Linked DNA regions of Mus musculus: region 2 is linked to region 1. A link is a contact called in public HiChIP or PLAC-seq data. All regions are on one chromosome and are shown on one strand. Each heading gives the region's core, a stretch centred on a gene start, on an enhancer-like site or on the middle of the called end of the contact. The rest is flanking DNA. Distances are from core to core; before and after follow the strand shown.

Region 1 (5,188 bases), core at 1,432-3,931:
CAAAGACTGAGCCAGCCGCTACAGCCATGACGACAATTCTTCTCATGGAAGTTGTTTAGTAAAATGATTTATTTCTAACTAAACATTGAACTAAATATGTATATATGTAATGAACACAGATTACTTACATTATAAACATACACGTAAGATATGGCAATAAAATGGTTTTTTCTGAGTAAATGTATAAATTAAAATTTTATTATATACATTGAAATACATTTGGCTTTTTCGTGGCTATTTTATCCATTCCTCCATTCCTTAAAGAAATGGTTATTCAAACAGCTTCTCTTTCCTATGCATTTTGCAGTCCTAGGTGTTCAATATTGAATAAAACACGTAGAACACCCCCCCCCCCAGTTTCTACAAAAGGTAGCTTATCTAGGAAGGTTGTATTTAGCGTAACTTACATAAGGACAGGTAGACTCATAAACGTAATTAAGTAAATGTTTCCAGCGGGCTACGGAGCTATAAATGCCATGGGAAATGTAATGTAAATGGAGAAGAACTAAAAGCTTAGGCTGGCAGATGCTAGGAATTTCCAGAAAGGAAGTCAGGCAGTCTTTGTTGTAAAGAAGGCCCTAGAGGCAAGACTTGAAGATACTCATGGGGGCTTGGGGGTGCACAGACAAGAGAGAGCACACAGAGGGTGGGGAGTGGCTGGAAGATCCTTACTGCTTTCCAGCAATGGCTAGATGGCCAGTGAGGCTGCTGGGAGGGACAAGTAGTGTGGTCAGGGGCTTTGTATAGTTTTCATGAGACACAGTGGCAGATTTGGTCACTAGAGAACACCACTGCCAGCCATTTTGGCGTTGACATACATTTTTAAAAAGTGTAACTTGTTATTTACAGAAAACTGTGTTTAAGAACTAACTACATACTTATAAAAAATTGCATTATCTATTATAAATTTAATTCTTTATTTTGAGATTTATTGCTTTTCTTTTTCTTTTTCAGGTAAGTCTGGATACTTTTTTTCCCCCTTGTGGATTGAAGGTATGGTGTTAATTTGCCCTGAATTTTATTTTCGTTTCTCTTGACACTTCACAAGAAAGTTCACTGTCGTTACTGTAGCTTAGAAGCAATGCTGTTGGTTTCCATTACTTGGTTTGGATGTTTGTAAGTCTCTGCAGTGTCTTGTGCTTGGGTGTATGTTTAAAGGGTTGTATAAACTGTCTGGCCAGGCTGTTGCTTCTGTGTATCTTTGACGGGGGTGGGGGGTGGAAGGGTGATGACCAGGATTCTAATGGAAATCAGATTTAAAGTTAGAAAGGGAAAATGCATTCCCTTCTTGAGAAACATTACGAAAAGCTTGAATAAACTATGCAGTGGTCATTTCAAACGTGATGGGGGAGGGGAATTTCAATAAAGGTACAAGGTACACGAAAGAGCCATGAGAAGACCTGCGATTTGAACCAGATAAGTTGAATAGCCAGTGACGTTCCCACACAGAGCTACCACCTTCTCTTGGTGCCCTCTACCCTTGATATACATAAAATACCAATCGCATAAGAATTGCCTCAAACACAAATTCAGATACACTCTGTATTTGTAATAAGTGGTATATTAGGGTACAGAAATACTGTGTGTATATCTAAACATAAAATAATGCTTTCTTTCTAAGTGTATAAAAATGGAGGTGTTGATCAGTTGTGTTCCGGCTAATCAATAATATATGGATGCTGCAGTTTGCATTTAGAGTGTCCCGAAAGGGCTATTGTAATAAAGACGTGTCTGATCTAGAGAGTAGCAGAGGAACCTTTAAAAGATACATCCCTGTCATACTTCTTTGGGTCACTGGGATGTACCCTTAAAAGGGGTGCTGGAACTTGAGGCCTTTTCTGCCAATGAGTGGTTTGGTTTGCCCACAGTCCCTCTGAAATATGCTGTCTCACCCAAAACAACAGGGCTAACTGGCGTGGTCAAGAATGCCCCCAAACTGTGTGTAACCTTTCTGGCTTGGCTGGTTGTCTCGGGTACAATCCTAAGGACAGGAAGCTGCTACCACAGTGAGTTAGCACAAGGATCTGAAAGTTTGTCTGGCTCTGGTCTTATTGGGTGAAGACCTTTGATCTTATTTTGTTCTTTCTGATATAATCGCAACAAAGTCATCAGGATCAGGTGTATATCATCTCAGTGAGCACATATTACAAGAATTATGACAGCTCGCGTTTCATTAAGGAAGTAAGTGCTTGGTCACCGAACCAAAAGCCAATTGCCTGACTTAGAACTATCTATTTTTACTAGGGTCTCGGGGGTTGATAGAAAGGAATGGCATTTTTTTTTTAATTTCTAAAATGTTAACAGTCTCTAACGTAATACTGAATTCTCTGGCCCAAGCAAGGGTCACCTGATGCAAATCCAGATAGTAAAAGATTTTGCACTGTCAGCCAGTAAGTCAATATTCAACTCTGTCCTGAAGAAAAAATGCAGTTGTCCACATATGACCCTTTAGAGGGCTGTGGCACATGTGCCAATAAGGCTTTGTTCATTAAAAATGAAGGCGGCAGGCGCGGCAAGATTTGCTCAGTGGTAGGTGGTATTGCAACTTGACTGTTCTTGTGAAACGAGGGATTTTTAAATTGCAGAATGAAAAGCAAGGTAGTCCCATCTGAACTCTGAGTTAACCTTCTCCGAAGTGTTTGTGAATTCAAACACTAGAGGGCACAAAAGGATATGTTTAAGTCAAGGACTTCTCTTCAACAGAACGTTACAATTAGGAAAACCTGCCTCAAGTAAAGCCTTGTGCCCCCATGGGCATGATTTTTCTGAAATGCTGACCTGCAGCTCTCTAGTCCTCACAGAGCACAAGAAACGGCAGCGGCTGACTTCTGGGTCTCTTTAATAACAACCTCCTGGCTGGCTTTCTTTCCTTCACTTTTATCGCTCTCAGCCTTTTATAAAATATGGTCCACATAACTACTCATGGTGGGATTTTTTTCATTTTCCTATCGTATAAGAAATCACTGTCTTGTTATTCTCAGTACTGACTAATTATCATGGAGTGAACTCCCTGTAACACACAGCAAGTTATGTCAAATGATCTTACATTTGCAAAATTTTTTAAAGTATGAATCATGCATACAAATGTAGTTTGCTACATTAATTTTTAAGCTAACTCAAGGTATTCTTCTTAGGAAAATAAATAAAAATCATTACATACCTCAGGCTCTAAAATTAAGCCTATTTTTTTATTATTATTTCTGCTTTAAAGGGTTTGAATTTTAGAGATCTTTTGAGACTTTAAAAATATAAGTGTTCAAAGATAACCATCCAAAATTAGTTGTACTATGGATGTCATGGAACATAAATATACCATATGAACTAATGTTTAGATAAATTTTGGTATTGTATCAAGGCATCAACTACTAATTTTATTTTCACATGTTAGATAATATGAGGAAATGCTTCTTGTAAAATAAGAAGTAGAATAGAATCTAAAATTAATCACAGACATTAAAAATCTCAATTAAATATTAAAATTAGATGCATAAACGCATCTGTTTACATACAAAAATGAAAATGAGCCAGATTTCCAATTTAGTTCTAGTAGGGATGATTTTCATTTCTCTTGTTCATCTCATTTTTCTGTAATTTCTAAACATGCTTTCATGAATATTCATCATTCACATTGGGCTAATGTGTGTTGTTCAAACAGGAGCCTGTTTTAGCATCGCAATGTCCGTGGTTTTGGACATGATGCTTAGGTCAGTGCTAGAGACAAGGATCAGGGTATGAGACTGCATTCTGCTTCAGAGACTATTGGAGTGGAATCTTGTAGCCAAGCAGATACATCATGAGAATCAACCTGCTAATCCCAGAGGGGGATGATTTGTCTCAGGTTCTACATTGTGGAAGAGTGACCATACACTGAGAAAGGAGAGTGGCCAGAGATTGGAGAGAGGAGACTGGGAAAGCAAGGCCAGCGAGAAGAGCATATAAAATTAATATCTAGTATACGTTGTCCCTGTGCTCTGTGGAGAGTACTAGAACGTGTCAAAGAGAGATAGTGCTTGCTTAGTTGTGTTCTTGACCTTCCTCTTCCTCTTCTTCCTCCTCCTCCTCTTCCTCCTCCTCCTCCCTCTTCCTCTCCCCCTCCTCCTTCCCCTCCTCCTTTCCTCCCCTCCTCTTTTCTTCCTCCCTCCCTCCTTCTCTCCCTCCCTCCTTTCCTCCTTCCCTCCCTCCTTCTCTCCCTCCCTCCCTTTCCCCATCTTCCTTTCTCTCTCATGCACAATCCCTCTCCCTAATTCTCTCCCTCCTCTCTCCCATTATACATCTCTTTCCCTTTAACACACACCCCATTCTTGTCTTTCCCTACATATGGACATATGTGCATAGAAGCTAAGGACAGGCAACAGGAGAGCCAAGATCTATGCTAAGTTGGACTTCTAGACCCAAAATTCTTAAGAATGTCCTGGCACACAGACAACAAGAAGTCTCAGAAATAACATCGCACAAAGCAAAATTTTAGGACACTTCAGTTCACTGTTTTTATAATTTTTTTAAGTAGAATGAATTATCTTCTCAGTATATAGAAACTTTTCACTTTTAAAACTCATTTTTAGAGCTGTAATATTTTAAAGCTTTTGAATATTTTAAAGATTGAGAAAACTGGACAACTTGATGGACTAGTCAAAAGCTGGAACAGAAACTAACTAGCTTTAGGCGTTTGAATGAGATGTTCCCCATAAATCCCTGGCATTTGAATACTTGGTCCCCAGTTGCAGGCACTGTTGGGAACATGTAGGAGTTGTGGCCTTTCTGGAGAAAGTATATCACTGGGAGTGGACTTTGACTTTTAAAAAAATCTGCATGTCATTCCCAGGTAGGTCTCTGTTTCTTCCTGGTGGTTCCAGATGTGAGCCCTAAGCTCTCAGCACCCCGCCCACACTGTACCTACCATGTTACAGAATGTATCATTCTCTGTAAGCCCCAAATAAACCCTTTCTTCAAGTTGTCTTGGTCCTGGTGTGTTGTCAAAACAATAGAGATGTCACTAATACGCTCACTAACTCCAACAAACAACTGGCGTGGGACCTAAAAATACAGAGCTACAGGCTAATAAGCCTTAGGTCTGTGGCAGCTAGGTGCTTGTTTAGACATTCCAAATGATGTACCGAATTGTCAGAAAGATCTTAGGTCAGGTACGGAGAATGGCACTAGATGGTTACTAGGAAGGCTGAAGGTAGCC
Region 2 (5,188 bases), core at 1,597-4,096, 99 kb after region 1:
CAGCAAGATTTTGCTGAAAGGACCCCGATATAGCTGTCTCTCGTGAGGCTATGACAGTGCCTGGCAAATACAGAAGTGAATGCTCATTGTCATCTATTGGATGGATCACAGGGCCCTCAATGGAGGAGCTAGAGAAAGCACCCAAGGAGCTGAAGGGGTCAACAACCTTATAGGTGGAACAACAATATGAACTAATCAGTACCCCCAGAGCTCATGTCTCTAGCTGCATATGTATCAGAAGATGGCCTAGTCTGCCATCATTGGGAAGAGAGGCCCCTTGGTCTTGCAAACTTTATATAGGGGAACGCCAGGGCCAAGAAGTGGGAGTGAGTGGGTAAGGGAGCAGGGCAGGGGGAGGGTATAGGGAACCTTTGGGATAGCATTTGAAATATAAATGAAGAAAATATCTAATAAAAAATTGAAAAAGTAATATTTTATAATTATAATCAATTATAAATCAATCATTTTATATTCTTTGAAAAATATGAAAATGATAGGACATAAATAATCTCACTCAAAATAACCACTGCCAATACCTAGGTATTTTCTTACAGTCTTAAGTCCAGGTTCTTAAGTTTTATCATTGTATCATAATGATACATTATGTATAATGTATAATGATACATTGTATCATAATGAAGTTTGGTATAAATACATACTGTTCCATATTCAAAAGTATTTCACAAATTAAACATTTAGGGTACTTAGTCTAACATCTAATTTTGAATATTTAACATGTTCCTAGTGATTAAAAATATCAGCAAGAAATATTATTAACCTGGTTGACCATTCCTGAAATCTTCATCTATCTTCAATTATGTCTTTAGTAAGTTAATTATGATAAAGGATATGAATACACACACACACATATTTATAGAATTTTTCTTGATATGAAAATTCCAGGATTTTTAGCTGGGCATGGTGGCGCACACCTTTAGTTCCAGCACTCAGGAGGCAGAGACAGGTGGATTTCTGAGTTCAAGGCCAGCTGGTCTACAAAGTGAGTTCCAGGACAGCCAGGGCTACACAGAGAAACCCTGTCTTGGGAAAAAAAAAAAAGAAAAGAAAATTCCAGGATTTTTTTAAACATCTAAACAGAAGCTATTTCACTACTTTTCATTATTAGTAGAGTCTTTCTTTGACTTACTTTTAATATGCTTAGAATTTATTTTAATGTGAGTTTATTTTGTGCCCAATTAACATCCTGAAACTGCTTGTCGCTTTCTCTGTATTTATGCTCACACAGTTCATGCAAAAATTTTATAGACTGCCTCTCACATTTTTACTTGCCAGCTATACAATTATAATCTACAAATATAACAATATAAGTCTATATAAAAGAACTGCGTATGGTTCACCATGGAGCATACTCAATGGAAACTTCTATTTTTAGCTTATCTCTAACTGTATTTGCATTTTGCCTTGTAAATATCTTTATGGCTGTGTCCTATTGCTAATCACTACAGAATCCTTTCTTCTTTCTTCTCCTAGAGAGTCGGTTAGAATAAGGACAGTGAGAGTCCTTGCATCTAGACAGAGCAGAAATTGCTGGGGTACGTTAGGAAGTAGGTCAAGGGATACCAGAGCATTAATGGGAACAGTGGGAATCGCCAAGCAGTGTGTGTGTGTTGGGGGAACAGCAGTGTCTGGCCTCTGCTGCACATGGTATCCAGTCAGAAGCAGTAATTTTTGTGTCTTGACCGATAAGCCTGGGTCGTAAATTTGGTCCTGTTTAAAGTCATGATTCTTCTTGAGACCAGAAAGAACACCAGCACATGGGTGACATATTAATTCCTATGCTGCAGAGGCACACAGATTGAATTGTTGGCCCAGCTCACCTGTGTACCACTGGTAGTTTCTTATAGTGTGAGTGCCTTCTGGATGAACAGGGAATCCCCATCCATGATACCTAAGGCCTGCATCCCATTTTAAGGTTTTTAGACATCCAACACTCAGCAACCAGGCAACTGTTATCAATGTTAAAATCATTCTATCTGATACTCCTTTCCATCTGTCACTCCTAATCCCCTTTCCTGTGACTACTACCTCTGAAAGTCTGGAAATTTTAGTTGACTTTGTTTTGGCATGAACATGAGCAGAACTTCTTTGTCCTTTGACTTGTATTTGGTACACATGGGCTTCTTGCCCATTGAGTACTGTAGGTCACAAGCATTACAAAACCAGCGTGCTCTAAGAATTAGAACTGTACTACTTTATACTTTTAAATATATGTGCTTACGATAATTGAAAATGCACTGGGTGATGCATGTTGGCTTGGGTATAGCTCTTCATATAATCAACTTTTACACTCTCTGACTTAAATAGTTTCATAACAGAGGGTTTTCCCCCAGTAATGTATGGTTTCTGTTATGGCCAAGTGTGATCAACTATATGGTATTGTTTTAAAAGTCATATCACAATAGTGTATACGTTTGTGTGTGCATATGTGCACGGGTGTGTGTATGTGTGTGTTTGTGTGCACCAAAATGGTCCATAGACAAAATGCGTGATAGAAATGTATGGCTTGTAATTGCAATCATTTTATAAAACCTGATTAGATCCATATAGGCATACGTGCATGGGCATACAGGCACTTTCACTACAATAGACCATTTAGATCAGTGTTATAAATATTTGCTTTTAGAGTTCTCATTCAGAAATAACATAGTCTCACTTTATCTAGATAAATCTCAGCATCTGGAACTATAAAAACGACAGAGATTCCAAAATGTTGAATAAGTTGATTGCAAGTTTACTTTTTAATAGTATGTTGGGTTGCATGCAGCCCCAGCCTGTCTTGAAACAAGAAGTCACCATGCAGAAGATGTCCATAAATGGTTATGCATCTCTCAGTAAGGCATCTGTGTAAAGATTATGTGACTGTTAGTCATTGTGGCTGAAAGTTTCTCCTAAGATTACTATGGTCTCCAGCTGGTGATTGGTTTTTATATCTGCATTGCTGAGTGTACACTTGACTGACAAGAGCAAGGACATTTACTTCTGTTATTTTCTAGGACAGATGACCTGATGGGTGATTATGTTTTTCACCTTGCACATTTATGTGTTATTAGAATAATAAGGATAAAATTTCAATGTGGTTCTGTCCCGATGCCTTTAAATAGTATCTGCAGTCTCTAGCTAGTTTTATTTTATTTTTTTTCTTCTATTATAACCTAACCACACACAGAGAGCTTACAGAAATGCCAAATGGAAATTGAACTGTGTTTATTGCCATTGGCTTTAAAGGCTCCTCTGAGAGACTTGCCATTATATATAAAAAGAAGGATAAGGGCATTTCTACATAGATATGATTGTGTCTTTTTTATAAAAAAAAAAAACTCTCTAGAAAATAAATACTCTCGTATTTTATCAGTAAATATTTTTCTCTAAATAAAACTTCCTGGACAATAAAGGATTTGCAAAAATTTGGCTGTTTAAGTAGATATTAGTTATTTTTGTGCATTAATGATGTCGTGTGTGTGTGTGTGTGTGTGTGAGAGAGAGACAGACAGACAGACAGACAGACAGACAGAGACAGAGACAGACAGAGAGAGAGCATGAACATGTTTATTGGATTGCATCCCTGTTTCCATAGGATGCTGTTGAAGTCTCTGAAAGCCTTTTCTATGGCTGTAAGGAAGGAAAAGGAGTCCGGTTCCAATGCTTACTATGTACCTGAGATGATGCTCTGTGTTTTGTCCACATTTTCTCAGGCTCCATCCTGAGCTACACATAGCACAGTCCTATCCATATATACAGGTGTAAAAGCAAGATGCAGAGAGGCAGGGCATCTGCACAAGGCACAGGACTGTTGGCAGAACCACGAGTAGAGGCCAAAACTTCAAGCCCCACCACATGTGTTCAATTGAAAATGACATTTCCGTGAGGCTAGGATTTATAACTCCCTGATAGGTAGAACTTCTTGTCTGGCAAGATTTTTCTAAAACTTAGAGACCTCATTGTTACTCTAAATTTTGTTCTAACTGTTTTCCCCCATTGCTGGCATGCACAGTTATAAAAATAAATTAAGAGTAAACAGATACAGCTTCCTGGCTGCCTTCATGTCTGTGAGTGTGACACAGATCTCAGAAGGAAAAATAGCCTGCAAGAAGGCCTCTGTGATATTGCTTATTTACAGATTCTTTGCCCATGTATTTATAGTATCTAATTACAGCCACAATGCTTTCCTTTGGGGGCAAAGTTGCACACTTCTCTGACCACTACTTTAGAGGAAGCTGACATTGACTGACATTTCCAATGTGTCCTTGTGTACCCAAGCTCATAACTGTGACATTTGAGCTCAAAACTGTGTTGCCAGCACAATTATCACTGCATTTACCTTCAGTGGGATCCCTGGTAGGGATACTTCAGAGGCCTCTTTGTCAGCAAGGAGAACTTTGCAAACAGGCTGCCCTCTGCCTTGCAAACACACTTCCGAAAGGAGCTTCTCACTGAATTATTTTGCAGGGACACATTATTCTGACGATGAAGTAAACACATTCACTGTAGAAAAGCTGCAACTGCTAAAAGACTGAATTCATAAAACATCAATATAATGGCACCACACCATGTGCCTCCTGAAATATATGCAGGTTGCACATGATAGTATATATTATATATAAGTGTAAAATGACCAGGTCAGAGAGGCTGGACATTTCAAATTATTTTACTGCCGTATTTAAAATTTTTGTTTACAGTAGGTTATATTTCAGCAAACCCATATAAGCTAAAAATATTGTGTAAAAAAGGCCACTGAATATACTTAGCTAATGAACACCATACCTAAACATTCTTTTAATTGATAGTGGTCAAAACACAAAACCAACTTTCCAATACAACATTGAAGACTACCTGTAAGGCATTGAGCACTAGACAGAATGTGTAAAATCGACAAGACAAAACCAATAGCAAACATATAGGTATGCTTGTTAAAAGGTTGAAAACTCCTTAGCTGAACCATGGCAAGACAGGGACTATCTATCTGAGTATCCTACTGTTCCATACCATTTTGGTTACAATAGTGCCACATCCTGTAATGCCAGCACATTAAAGAGGCAGAGGCAGGAGGATCAAGAGATCTTTGATAGGGTTTGTTGAGGTGGCTCAATGATAAGAACATGTTCTACTTGTCCAGAGGATGAAGGTTCGATTCCCACCACCCACATGATGGCTCACAACCATCTGTACC

Evidence for each region. HiChIP or PLAC-seq counts read pairs in DNA pulled down with a chosen protein or histone mark.
Region 2: an H3K27ac HiChIP or PLAC-seq map of embryonic fibroblasts shows a contact between it and region 1, with 14 read pairs. The contact joins two enhancer-like sites. A contact is called at or near these places in 2 of 15 datasets of contacts at CTCF or cohesin (the G1E-ER4 cell line and the NIH/3T3 cell line), 11 of 484 Hi-C or Micro-C datasets (DN3 thymocytes, bone marrow-derived macrophages, embryonic fibroblasts and 5 more) and 13 of 115 datasets of contacts at active chromatin or transcription factors (acute myeloid leukemia, bone marrow-derived macrophages, embryonic fibroblasts and 3 more).

Annotation. Positions count from the first base shown.
Region 1 is chr13:109,613,465-109,618,652 of GRCm38.p6, forward strand. All of the region lies in intron 3 of Pde4d (phosphodiesterase 4D, cAMP specific), which reads left to right. Among named protein-coding and RNA genes, the nearest start is that of Gm32703, 180 kb to the left of the region's middle. Within about 2 kb of position 2,682, at least 25 of the 459 cell types and tissues checked have an H3K27ac peak or open chromatin away from gene starts, as enhancers often do. A contact at or near this core is called in embryonic fibroblasts, where this site is marked.
Region 2 is chr13:109,712,650-109,717,837 of GRCm38.p6, forward strand. The region is part of intron 3 of Pde4d (phosphodiesterase 4D, cAMP specific); the gene reads left to right. Among named protein-coding and RNA genes, the nearest start is that of Mir1904, 190 kb to the right of the region's middle. Within about 2 kb of position 2,847, at least 19 of the 459 cell types and tissues checked have an H3K27ac peak or open chromatin away from gene starts, as enhancers often do. A contact at or near this core is called in embryonic fibroblasts, where this site is marked.